Linked DNA regions of Ovis aries: region 1 is linked to region 2. The links are chromatin contacts, called in public Hi-C maps. All regions are on one chromosome and are shown on one strand. Each heading gives the region's core, a stretch centred on a gene start, on an enhancer-like site or on the middle of the called end of the contact. The rest is flanking DNA. Distances are from core to core; before and after follow the strand shown. Region 1 overlaps LOC121818606 (a long non-coding RNA gene). Region 2 holds the start of GAS1 (growth arrest specific 1).

What was found. A called contact is a pair of places that touch in the nucleus more often than the background predicts.
Region 1: a contact with region 2 is called in a Hi-C map of tail adipose tissue, with 8 times the contacts expected there. The contact joins the enhancer-like site here to the promoter of GAS1 in region 2. A contact is called at or near these places in 2 of 16 Hi-C or Micro-C datasets (skin fibroblasts and tail adipose tissue).

The regions. Positions count from the first base shown.
Region 1 is chr2:33,477,461-33,483,665 of ARS-UI_Ramb_v3.0, forward strand. All of the region lies in intron 2 of LOC121818606 (a long non-coding RNA gene), which reads right to left. Among named protein-coding and RNA genes, the nearest start is that of TUT7, 31 kb to the right of the region's middle. Within about 2 kb of position 1,576, at least 4 of the 54 cell types and tissues checked have an H3K27ac peak or open chromatin away from gene starts, as enhancers often do. A contact at or near this core is called in tail adipose tissue, where this site is marked.
Region 2 is chr2:32,794,087-32,800,188 of ARS-UI_Ramb_v3.0, forward strand. GAS1 (growth arrest specific 1) reads left to right here and starts at 3,206. Exons shown (of 1, transcript XM_015092769.4): 1 at 3,206-6,102. The coding sequence starts at 4,014. The coding sequence ends at 5,060.

The sequences.
Region 1 (6,205 bases), core at 326-2,825, 680 kb after region 2:
CAAAGAACTGACTCATTTGAAAAGACCCTGATGTTGGGAATGATTGAAGGTGGGAGAAGAAGGAGATGACAGAGGATGAGATGGTTGGGTGGCATCACCGACTCAATGGACATGAGTTTGAATAAACTCCAGGAGTTGGTGATGGACAGGGAGGCTGCAGTCCATGGAGTTCCAAAGAGTTGGACACAACTGAGTGACTGAACTGAACTATCAAGGGAGGACTCTGAAGTCAGACTATCTATGTTGAAATCCAACTTCTACGGGTTAATAATGCTATGGTCTTAGATGAATAGCTTATCCTCTGTGAGGCTTGTTTTCTCTAAGGACAGGATTAATGTTAATAGTAACCACCTTCTAGGGCTGTGTGAGGCTTAAATGAGGCAAGGTGTATAAAGCACTAACATGGCCTTATTCATCATAGAGCTGCTCAACATTCATTGGATATTGAATGTAATGTTCTGTCCTCAAAGGACAGAAGTAGAAGATATGTAAATCAATGCAGTGAAGCACTCTAACTCTGAAAGACATCCAAAGAACACAGGAGGGGTTCCCAAGGGGTGAGAGACCCTGTGTGTAAGTGGGATGGTCAGGGGCACAGGATATAGGAGTTTTATGGAAGAAGTACCACTCAAACAGAGCATTTATTTAACTTCAAAGGAAATTATTCATTCCCCAGGTTGAGAGAAATAGGGAGATATAGGACATTTCAAGTGAATGGAGGGAGTGATAAGAGGAAATCACCATTTGTTCAGGGGGCTGTTATTAGCTCAGCATAAAAACAGATCCAAGGTGAAGAGCAGTCACTCTTTGTGACCCCATGGATTGTAGCCTGCCAGGTTCCCATGTCTGCAGGATTCTTCAGGCAAGAATACTGGAGTGGGCTGCCATTTCCTTCTCCAGGGGATCTAAGGGATCGAACCTGGGACATCTGCATTGCAGGCAGATTCTCTACTGTCTGAGTCACCAGGAAAGCCCCAAAGGCTAGGTAAGCAGGAGCTAAAGTGCTTGTTTTCCCCCTCACGAGGGCAAAATGAATCAGCTCTTTCCCACTCCAACAGAGGCGTTTTCTTTGGCTGGTTTCTTTCCAAAGATCAGAGAGCAAAACAGAGGAAGGACCAAACCTGGAGACAGCTTGTGCATTTCCAGAGTGTTCTGGTTATGTCAGTGCTGATAAGGAGAGTCATTTGTTGGCCTGTCATCACTGAGCGTTCAAAGGCCACAGGACAATGCTTACGGGTGACAAATTTCCTTGATCAATGCGTCTGCACTTTGCACAGTCCCCAGTTTCCCTTGTGCGTTTCCAGCATGCACTGCTTCCACCAGACACCAGAGGTTGAGACAAGATGGCAGCTCCCAGAGGAGGGCCTTCAGTTACCGACAGCAAATACCTAGGCTTAATCATGGGTGATTACGGCCACAGGTTAACCCAGCGGTTTCTCCTAACTAATAGCTTGGAGTATTGAAGAAGCCAGAACTGACCGCAACTCTCCAAGTTTTTGGGAAAGCCCAGCTGGCTGAGTGTCAGCCTTCTGCAGACCTAAGCCTCAGTGTGTGTTTTAACCACATCACCCTTTCCTGGAATCTGGCCCTTTGGCTGACACTCCTCTGTGGAGACACAGTGTCCCTCTTGTGGTTCAGAAATGCCATTTAGGTTTTTCTTCTGCCTCAGCATTCCCAGTTCTCATTCTTTCGATTTCTTCCAACCCATTCTTCTCTCAGAAATAAGCTCAGTCTTTTCTCACTCATTTCTTCAGACTTGCTTTATTTTTTTTCTTTTCCCTCAAAAGACCTTATGTCCCATTCTTTTCTGACTCTGATTTTTCCATTTCTCTTTCCCTCTGCCCTCTCTCTCACTTACCATTTTTGTTTTGCTTTTTTTTTCTAAACTGACCTCAGATGAAAACAAATAGATTATGTTATATGTTTCATGACACTCTCAGCACATTCTATGTACAGCCCTCTTTTTTTTTGGCTCATGCTTTTTCTAATTTCTTGTTTTTAATAATGTAATAAGCACCAGTGAATCTAATAACTGCTGAAACAAAAAGGGGGAATCTCACGGTATTCTACAGGACAACATTTGGTAGCCTTCTATCCTACCCCTTGGTTCCCCAACCCAGAATGGCGGCCATACCAAATCCTGGCCATCATGCCTTCCTTTAATACAGTTTTATTGTTTCTACATGTAGTTCTTCTTTAGAACATCTTATTCTAGTATCTTAAGTCTATGGAAGGTATAGTGCTATATCTACTTTTTTGTTTTAGCTTTATTTTATAGATTTTTCCTTTTTATTTTGAAATAAGTTCAAAATTACAAAAACATTTCAAGGAAAGCACAAAGAACTCGCCATATAGCCCTGATATACTTTATTTATATTTGACTTATATATTTGTTTATAGAGAGTTATTATTCTCCAACATTTTTGAAAGTAAGTTGCATGTATCTTGCCTCTTCACCCCCTAACATACCAGTGTGTATTTCCTAAGAACAAGGCAAATCTCCTACATAACCACAAATGAGAACATGTAACATTGATTCTATACTTATATTTTAGCAACAGTCCATTTTTAAGTTTTCTCAACTGTCCCCACAATAGTGTTTACAGCAATTTTTTCAAGTACAAAAATCTGATCCAGATTCCAACAGCATTCAGTTGTGTGTCTCTGGTCTTCTTTAATCTCAAACATTTCCTTCACCATTCTTTGCTTTTCATGACATTTAATATTTGTCTGGTATTTTATTAACATCACTCAATTTGGGTTCTCCTGATGTTTCCTTTCTATTGCATTCAGGATTTTTATTTTGGCAGGAATATCACAGAAGTGATGCTATGTGCTATGTTTTTCTCAGTAAATCACATTCAGAGGCCCCTCACTGGTGACATTAGGTGCCCTGTTTCTCCAGATGATATGTTAGCATATATTCTTTGGGAAATCACTATTGCACTTAATATTATACTGCTAAGATTCACCCACAATGATACCTGTCACTTTTCTCTTTCTCTCCCACACACACCTATTTTCTTATCTTCTTTCTCCCTGTCTTTCATTTTCCAGCCACATTCTTACTCAAAATCAGTTTGGAAGTATACAACTCTTAGTTGAAGTATGTACATTCTGTTATTCAATTACTACAGACTAAATCTCCAAAGATTGGTATATAACATGCCAAAGATATGTGTTGTTATGAAAACAGGTGGCTTAGCAAAGCAACAGCTGACAAAGAGATCAAAACCTGTCAACATTTATTAACTGAGTAACTATTATATTCCCAGCACCATGCTTGACTACAAGGGGGCATATAAGGCACAAAACCACAAAGGGCTTAGAAGCCCACTGTGTTGTGCACCTCCTCCCACCAGCATGCACCATGGATGCCTTTCTCACACGTCAAGGCTCAGCTCAAGGCTTTCTCCATGAAGCTACCCATCCCCGCACCAATCCTGGGTACGTAACTGAGAACCTACTACTTGCCAAGCATAGTATTACCATATATGCTTTCCTCACAACAGTTTAAGAGGGCTCTGCCTTATTTCAGCTTTCATAATACAAACTGTGTCCTTTTCTGGGTCTATGTAGCGCCATGATTTTCACAACTTTTTGCTTTTTGTTAATGCTTTCACTGTTTAAAATGACCCCTGAGCATAGTGCAGAAGGGCTGTCCAGTATTCCAAAGTGCAAGAAGGCTGTGATGTACCTTACAGAGAAAGAATATGTGTCAGATAAGCTTCCTTCAGGCATGAGTTTTAGTGCTATCAATGTGAATTCAATTTTAATAAATCAATAATAATATATTAAATAAAATCTCCTTAAACAAAAACACACATAAAACAAGTTTATGTATTGACCAATTTACCTAGTTGTATAAATATTATGACCAGAGATTGTTAGGACCCTGTATTTTTCCTAAGAGTAATGCTTTGGTATTGCTAATTCAGTGTTCCTGGTGATTGTAGAAATTAACAAACAATACTGTAATAAAAATAAAAGATGAAAACATGAAGAAAAGAAGCCATTTGTTGGAGAAATGACATTAATAGATGAAAAGTTGCTTTATGAACCCACACAAAGCCCAACATATATAGATTTTATTATTGATATGATAAAGAAGTGTCAGAAAGTGGATTATCATATAATAAAGAAAACATACAAAGGGGAAGAGTACATGTCCTACTCAATGGGAAGAAAATATTCTGTAACAATTTCTTTCCTAAAGAGTGAATATTTATCATGCAAATTGAAGTATATCTGGCTGCCCTGAATTTAACACTCCATAATTAACAACTTTTCTCTTTGTATCTCATTGAGCACATTAGAAATCTGAACGTTTCACATTTGCAAGAATATAATAGCACCACACTTTTAACCACAAGTATTTTCAAGGGCCCACTATAACTCTCTCCCAAATTTTTATGAGTACTTTTTTCTTATGAAAAAAAATCAACAAGATTATCTCTGTTGTTTTAAAAACAATGCACTGGAATATTTATCTCTGACCTCTTCATAAAGCAAGAAGAGAGTTTTCCATTGACTTTGTAAAGCAGATTCTACATTGTGGCATGATGGGAGAGGGCCTGACCTGACAGTTCCTTATCCATATGATTGTGGTAAAAGCAGACATAACATTATGGCTCAAAGAGAACAAAGACGAGCTTCCAAAGTACATGGTTTAAATAATTCCAGAGCTTTGGGACACAGATCTCTTTTTTTTAAGACACGAATCTCATGTAACCATAATCATGGTTGGTGGTGGGGAAGTTTAAAAACAGAGTGTCCCCCAAAACCTCCAGACTTAGTTATACCACAGCTAAATCAGGTGATTCCAACACATGATTCACATCCCACAAAAAATGAAATGTTTACAAAAAAAGGCTCCCAAAGTAGCCTTTTCTCAAAATCCATTCAAATTTTTAAGCCAATCTTTCTATATTTTGTTTGCCATAACTACCATGTTTCCTATTCTAAAATAAAAGGTTCATTCAAACACACACACACACACACACACACACAATTTTCACATCTAAGTTTTAGCATTCTGACATATTTTAAAAGCAAATTTGCAGATGTAGGTCGCAAGTCAAGCCTATTGCTATAGTGATGTGTATACACATACATTTTTTTATCATGGAAACTTTTCAGTTCAGTTCAGTCGCTCAGTCGTGTCCGACTCTTTGTGACCCCATGAATTGCAGCACGCCAGGCCTCCCTGTCTATCACCAACTCCTGGAGTTTACCCAAACTCATGTCCATTGAGTTAGTGATGCCATCCAGCCGTCTTATCTTCTGTCATCCCCTTCTCCTCCTGCCCTCAATCCCTCCCAGCATCAGGGTCTTTTCCGATGAGTCAATTCTTCGCGTGAGGTGACCAAAGTATTGGAGTTTCAGCTTCAGCATCAGTCCTTCCAACGAACACCCAGGACTGATCTCCTTCAGGATGGACTGGTTGGATCTCCTTGCAGTCCAAGGGACTCTCAAGAGTCTTCTCCAACACCACAGTTCAAAAGCTTTACACATACACAAAAATGGAAGAGGGAATAGGATAGCAAATTTCCATACACCAATCACCCAGTTTCAAAAATTATTAGAGATATTAGCAATTATATTTTTAAATGCAAAGAAAAAAATCTCATAGCATCATACCTTTTCCTACCTGCACCTGTAGAAACAATAACATGATCACCAACACTGAATGCTTTGCAGAATATGAGCTGTATTTGACCTGCAAACACATTAAATTTTGACATGAAATGCCCAAGGGAATAGCTGCATAGAGCAATTTTCCTAAATCCTTTATATAAAATTCCTTAAATCCCTTGTATAAAATTAATGCTAAAAATTCATGTTTACTCTAACAACATCTGATTTTTTAAAGAAATTTTTTAGTGTTACAAAGTTATGCATTTTCATTTTGTGAAGTTTGCAAATCCAATTACACAAATTTGCATATAGATGGGTATTCTATGGTATTATAAAATAATTGTTCATTTCTTGGTACAATAATATTACATTTAAGTAAGTACTGTTTTATTCTTAGGAGATGCATTAATAAAGTAACTGAGGGAGCAATGTTATAATGTCTGCAACTTGCTTTTCAAATGATTCAGCAAAACTCTGCTTGTGTGTGTGTGTATATACATGTGTCTGTAGATCCAAGGCTGGCAAACTTTTTCTGTAAAGGACCAGATAGTAACAGTTTTAGGCTTTG
Region 2 (6,102 bases), core at 1,956-4,455:
TAGGTAAAATCAGATAATATTGATCTTTCTCTGTCTGACTTATTTCACTTAGCATAATGCCCTCAAGGGACATTCATGTTGATGCAAATGACAAGATTTCCTTTTCTTTTCTTTCTTTTCCTATGGCTAAATCATGTTCCATTATATGTATATATATAAAACCACATTTTACTGATCCTTTCTTAGCCTGTGGATGTACACTTAGGCAGTTTCCTATCTTGGCTACTGTGAAAAATGCTGCAATGACCATGGGAGTGCAGATATCTTTTCAAGATAGTGATTTCATCTCCTTTGGATAAAGTATTCTGAAGCGCAATTGCTGGATCATATGGCAGTTCTATTTTTAATTTTTTGAGGAACCTCCATTCTGGTTTCCATAGTGGTTGCACAAATTAATATTACCAGTAACAGTGCACGAGGGTTCCCTCTCCTCTATATTCTCACCAGCATTTGTTATCTCTTGTCTTTTTGACGACAGCCATTCTAACAAGTGTCGGGGATATCTTATTGTGGTATGATTTGCATTTCCCCAATCATCAGTGACATTGAGCATCTTTTCATGTATTTGTTGGCCATTTGTATGTCTTCTTTAGAAAAATGGCTATTCGAGTTCTCTTTCCATTTTTTAATCAAATTGTTTATTTTTTTGTTATTGAATGGTATGAGTTCCTGTTATATTTTGCACATTAATCCTTTATCAGATATGGGTTTGCAAATATTTTCTCCTATTCTATATGTTCCAGCTGGTTTTAATTAGAGCAAGAAGGTGGAGATTCAGCTCAGAAGGCAGCTTGGGAATATGCAAGATTTTGCTAAGAACAAACTGAGACTCCAGTTGAAGTGGGATTTGAGGGGGTGGGGTGTGGGGGTAAAAGCTCAAGATGGGAATCATGACTTAAGCTTAAGTCAGCTTAAGGGATGTACAGAGTGATATGGGGATTAGTGTGGGGGTGATGAGAGAGGGCTTGGAGATCTGGTGGCTATCAATGAAAACCTGAACGTGAGACAAGGTGGTACTCAGTTTCTGGGGCCGATGGGGGAAGGGGCTCATTCCTCCTGCTATCTCATCATCATAGCCTCCTTTTCAAAAGTTTGGTCTTTCCAGCTGCTGAAAGCCATGCTGGCCTGAAATGCCATGAGGCAGGGGTGCTGAGGTGACTCCCCCAAAGTTCTCAAAGCTCTTTGCCTTTCTGAAATCCCACTGAGCTCTATCAAGGCCAGGATGGGGGCTACTTTTACAAAAAAACAACAAAACATGTGGACCTCTAGAAAGGGTGTTCTCAAATGTTGATTCCCAACAGGCAGCAGCAGCTTTCCCTGAGAATTTGTTAGAAATGCAGTCTTACTCCCCACCCCCACCCCAGTTCTACTGCAAAAGGAACTCCAGGAGAGGACCCAGCAGTGTGGCTTTAAACTAGGCCACCAGGCAAGTCTCAAGCTCAATAAGGTTTGAGACCCACTATTCCAAAGGAACTCAACAAACCAAACGTCAGTTTAAAATGCAGCTGACTGTCGACCTTGTTCTTATGAGCCTGAAGCCACAGCGCATTAAACGTGAAAAGACGTTTTCCAAGGGTCCAATCTGGCCTTGTACCTTACATGTGAAAGGTCCAAGTCAAGGGAGTGTGACTTGTCCAACCCCTTCCGGCAGGACGGAGATTACAATTCCAAATAACCAAAACAAAATAAAAACGAACAAAAAATGCCCTAGAATCTGGGAAGTGGTTGTTCCAATGGGCCATCCAGTTGCAGACTTAATGTATTTAAATATAGATTGCTATTGTTGTTTGTGCGTTCTCCATTATTCAAGTCAGAGCAACGAGGTCTGTCTTACTTCACCCTGGCTTTTTAAGGTTTATTTGGTTTCGTTTTGTTTTGGGGAATTGCTGAAATGCAGCTTCCTAATGCAGACCCTGAGCCTCTGAGGAATGCAGCAGGCTCCGCAGGAACAGGAGGCTTTCTGCAGCCTGATAAGTCTGCAGACGCTGTGTCTCTATTCTAACTTTTGCCATTTCCAACTCACCGGGCCCCTGGGGAGAGGCGGACAGCCGAACGCTGTGCGTACTGGAGCCCCGGCTGCCTCGGCTTCACCAGAGGAGATTTAGCCTGAAGTTTTGTGACAGATGGAGTTGATAGTCTCTCCACGGAAAGGGGAGGAAAAAAGCGCCAGTTTTTGACAGGCTGCAGACGCCCGGTGCCTCTGGTGGTCGAAGGCTGCGTTGCGCCGCAGTTAAGGTAGTTCGCAAACTCCCGCGCCTGGATCGCAGAGGCTGCTGTAGGCAGCGGTTTCCCTTAAAACCGAGGGAGACTGAAACAGACGCTTGCATAGAAACCTTGGAGGATGCCAAGTTATCCCCTTCCTCTTATGCTCTGACTGCGGCCAGAAGGTACTGCGCAACATCCCTAAATATTTTTAATGTATTGGTTTTTTTAAATACCGTCTTTTAGAAACTTTCCTTCTTAAAAACAATTAATTTGACTTATTGGATTTCTGTCTTGAAAATGACAACAATGCCTGGCTCCAGGGCCATACCTGCCAGATCGGTAAATGGGAACCAGGGTGCTGGGTGGGGGCTGAAAAGGCTGGTGACTATTGATATCCCCCTAGCTAAAGCTTTTGCCTCTGTCTTGTGTGTGTCTGGATTTTTTTTTTTTTTTAAGTTTCAGAGTTCCACATTAAATTCTCTGGGTTCTCTCCTCCCCTCCGTGATGACCCGGCAAAGATGGGGAACTCGGAAAACAAATTGAATTTTGAATTCAGTCGAAAGCACGGATGAGGGCCAGGCAGAATTAATAAAAGTACCAAATAAATAAAACAGAAGAAGAAGAAAGGAAAAAAAGAAGAACCAAACAAAAAGGATAGTGACCAAGCCGGATGCAAACAGCTGCCCCTGAGCCCGGCCCGCTGGTTCCGTGCGCGGGCAAGGGCTCCACATCCGAGCCTCCTTAAGAGTAGGAGGAGCTCCCGGGCCTCTGTCAGGCTCCTTAAGCCGTTCCTTTCAAGCCCTGAATGCCTGAATGTGAGCTGCCCACCACCCTCCCCGCCCTCCCCCACTCCGCAACCCCACTCCAGCGGCTCGTAAAAAAAAAAAAAAAAAAGTTTCAACAACAACAGGCGGGACCAATAGCATCTCGAAAAGCCGGGAAAGGGGGCCGAGCAAAGGGCGAAAGAGTGGAGAAAGGAGAAAGCGGGCAGGCTCGGAGCGCGCGGGGCCGGGGCTCGGCGAGCCGGAGGAGCGTTGCTAATGTTTTTGTTTGTTTGCTTTTCCATGCATGCATAATGAGGGGGCACCACGGCACCACGCGGGGGCTCCCGGCCCATTTTTGTATTTAAAGCCTCGCAGCGAGCGAGTCCGCAGCCGGGCTCAGCGGATCCGCTCCCCGGGCTCCTTGTCACCCGAGAAGCCGCCGCCGAGGGAAGCCCGGGAGCCGCTGCTCTCCCGCCGCGCCGAGTTTCCCGTTTTCACCGTGCCGCCCGGAAAGAGCTCCCCGGAGCCGAGGCCGGGGTCGCCGCGGGCGGAGGGGGAGGGGACGCGGGCAGCCGGGCCGCGGGAAGGCGGGCAGCGCCCGGACGCGAGCCAGGAAGCGGCGCGATGCGAGAACCCGCGGCGGCGGCGCGGCACTGAGTCCGGGAGGAAGGAGCCGCCGCGGCCGCACAACGGATCTGCAGGCGCAGAGCAAAATGCACCCGCGGCGCCGCGCGGTCCCGCAGCCCCGCCGCGGCCCCGCGGCCAGCAACCTCCGAGGGCGGCAGTGAACGTCTCCCGCCACTGCCGGGGGCCGACCGGAGGGGCTCTCCACGGCCGTGCACTTCTAGGAAGCCCCCGCAGCCCAAGCGAGAGCCGACCTTCTGCAAGCAGCGGGGCAACAGCCGGCGGCGCGCATGGATTTATGAAAACCCTCATGCAAGAAGTTGGCAGGACTGGGGCAAACTTTTCCGCCGGCTCTGCGTCCGCCGCTCCCCGCGCCTCGTCTCCTTTCCGCTCCTCGCCCGGCGGCCGCCGCTGCCCGCGATGGTCACAGGGCTGCTGGGCGGCGGCGGCGGGGCCCGCAGGGGAACCGTGCCGGGCGCCTGGCTGTGCCTGATGGCGCTGCTGCAGCTGCTGGGCTCGGCGCCGCGGGGCTCGGGGCTGGCGCACGGCCGCCGCCTCATCTGCTGGCAGGCGCTGCTGCAGTGCCAGGGGGAGCCGGAGTGCAGCTACGCCTACAACCAGTACGCCGAGGCGTGCGCGCCGGTGCTGGCGCAGCGCGGCGGGAGCGACGTGCCGGGGGCCGCCGCCGCAGCTGCCGCCTTCCCGGCCTCGGCCGCCTCCTTTTCTTCGCGCTGGCGCTGCCCGAGCCACTGCATCTCGGCCCTCATTCAGCTCAACCACACGCGTCGCGGGCCCGCCTTGGAGGACTGTGACTGTGCGCAGGACGAGAACTGCAAGTCTACCAAGCGCGCCATTGAGCCGTGCCTGCCCCGGACGAGCGGCGGCGGCGCAGGCGGCCCCGGCGCGGGCGCGGGCGGGGTTTTGGGCTGCACCGAGGCCCGGAGGCGCTGTGACCGCGACAGCCGCTGCAACCTGGCGCTTAGCCGCTACCTGACCTACTGTGGCAAGCTCTTCAACGGGCTGCGCTGCACCGACGAGTGCCGCACGGTCATCGAGGACATGCTGGCCATGCCCAAGGCGGCACTGCTCAACGACTGCGTGTGCGACGGCCTGGAACGGCCCATCTGCGAGTCGGTCAAGGAAAACATGGCTCGCCTGTGCTTCGGCGCCGAACTGGGCAATGGCCAGGGCAGCAGCGGCTCGGACGGGGGCCTGGACGACTACTACGACGAGGAGTACGACGACGAGCAGCGCACCGGGGGCACGGGCGGCGAGCAGCCGCTGGACGACGATGACGGGGTCCCGCACCCGCCGCGCCCGGGCGGCGGCGCTGCTGCGGCAGGCGGCCGTGGGGACTTGCCCTACGGGCCCGGGCGCAGGAGCAGCGGCGGCGGCGGCTGCCGCTCGGCACCCCGAAGCGCCTGGACCCTGTTCGCCTCCATCTTGCTGCTCCCGCTGCTCTTTTAGCCCTCGCGCCCCCCGCCGTCGGCCACGGGAGGGTCGGCGACGGGGCACCTGTGGCTCGGGGACAGAGGGGTGGTCGAGGATTTTTTTCCCAAAACGTTTTCTAGGTGGCTTCTGTCTAGCGGATCTCTTGCCCTCGACTTGTTGCACGATCCTCGCCTCCTCTCCGGAGCAGGACTTTTTGGTTATCCTTCCCTGCCCCCATTCCAGGCTCCAGAAACTCCCCGCAGAAGCCGGCCTAGCTCCAGACCCCTGGGATGAAACGGGCCTGGCAAGGGGACAGAACCGTTGTCCTGGACTCCGAAGAGAGAATGATGACCAGTGGGGCCTTAAGAGTTTCTAGGGACTGGGTTTGGAGCGGGAGTTTTGAAGAAGGATTTATATTTGCATAGGGACTGTTTATTAGTATTTCTCCTGGCGGGGCGGGGGGAGGGCGGGGGGAGGTTACAGTATCGACTTTTATTGTGGCCAGTGAGGACATTGCAATCGTAACCGATTCTCGTTTACTCTTGGTTTCCGCGCCCAGAATTGTTTTTGTAAGGGGGGGGGGGGGGGGGGGTGAGGGTGGAGGGTATGAGAAGGGTTAATTTTCCTGAGTTTGGATAGTTTTGAGCCCTTGACTTTAATTTCATTGCCACCACTCAGATCTCTTAGCACATTGCTTAGGATTAAGGATCCAAAAATGCTATCTAGGGAGTTGCTAGTGGTGTTGAACAATGCAAGTTTTTATTTAAAAGAGCTCTGCACTGCCATTTATGAAAGCCTCTTTATGATGTTTGTTTTGTTGTCATTTTTGTTCTTTACACCAAGAAATTGTATGTACAAATATGCAGAGAACATATATTGCCTCTGCTTTTATCAGGGCGCTCACCCCTGGTACTTAGTATATAAAATGTATTAAAACTGGGATTTGTTACCAGTTGCTGTATTTTGTATATAGAATTTTTATAAATTGTATGCTTCAGAAATAATTTATTTTTAAAGAAGAAATTAAAAAATTTAAATCCACATCCATGGTACACCTTTCTTGCCTGAAGTGTAAAGA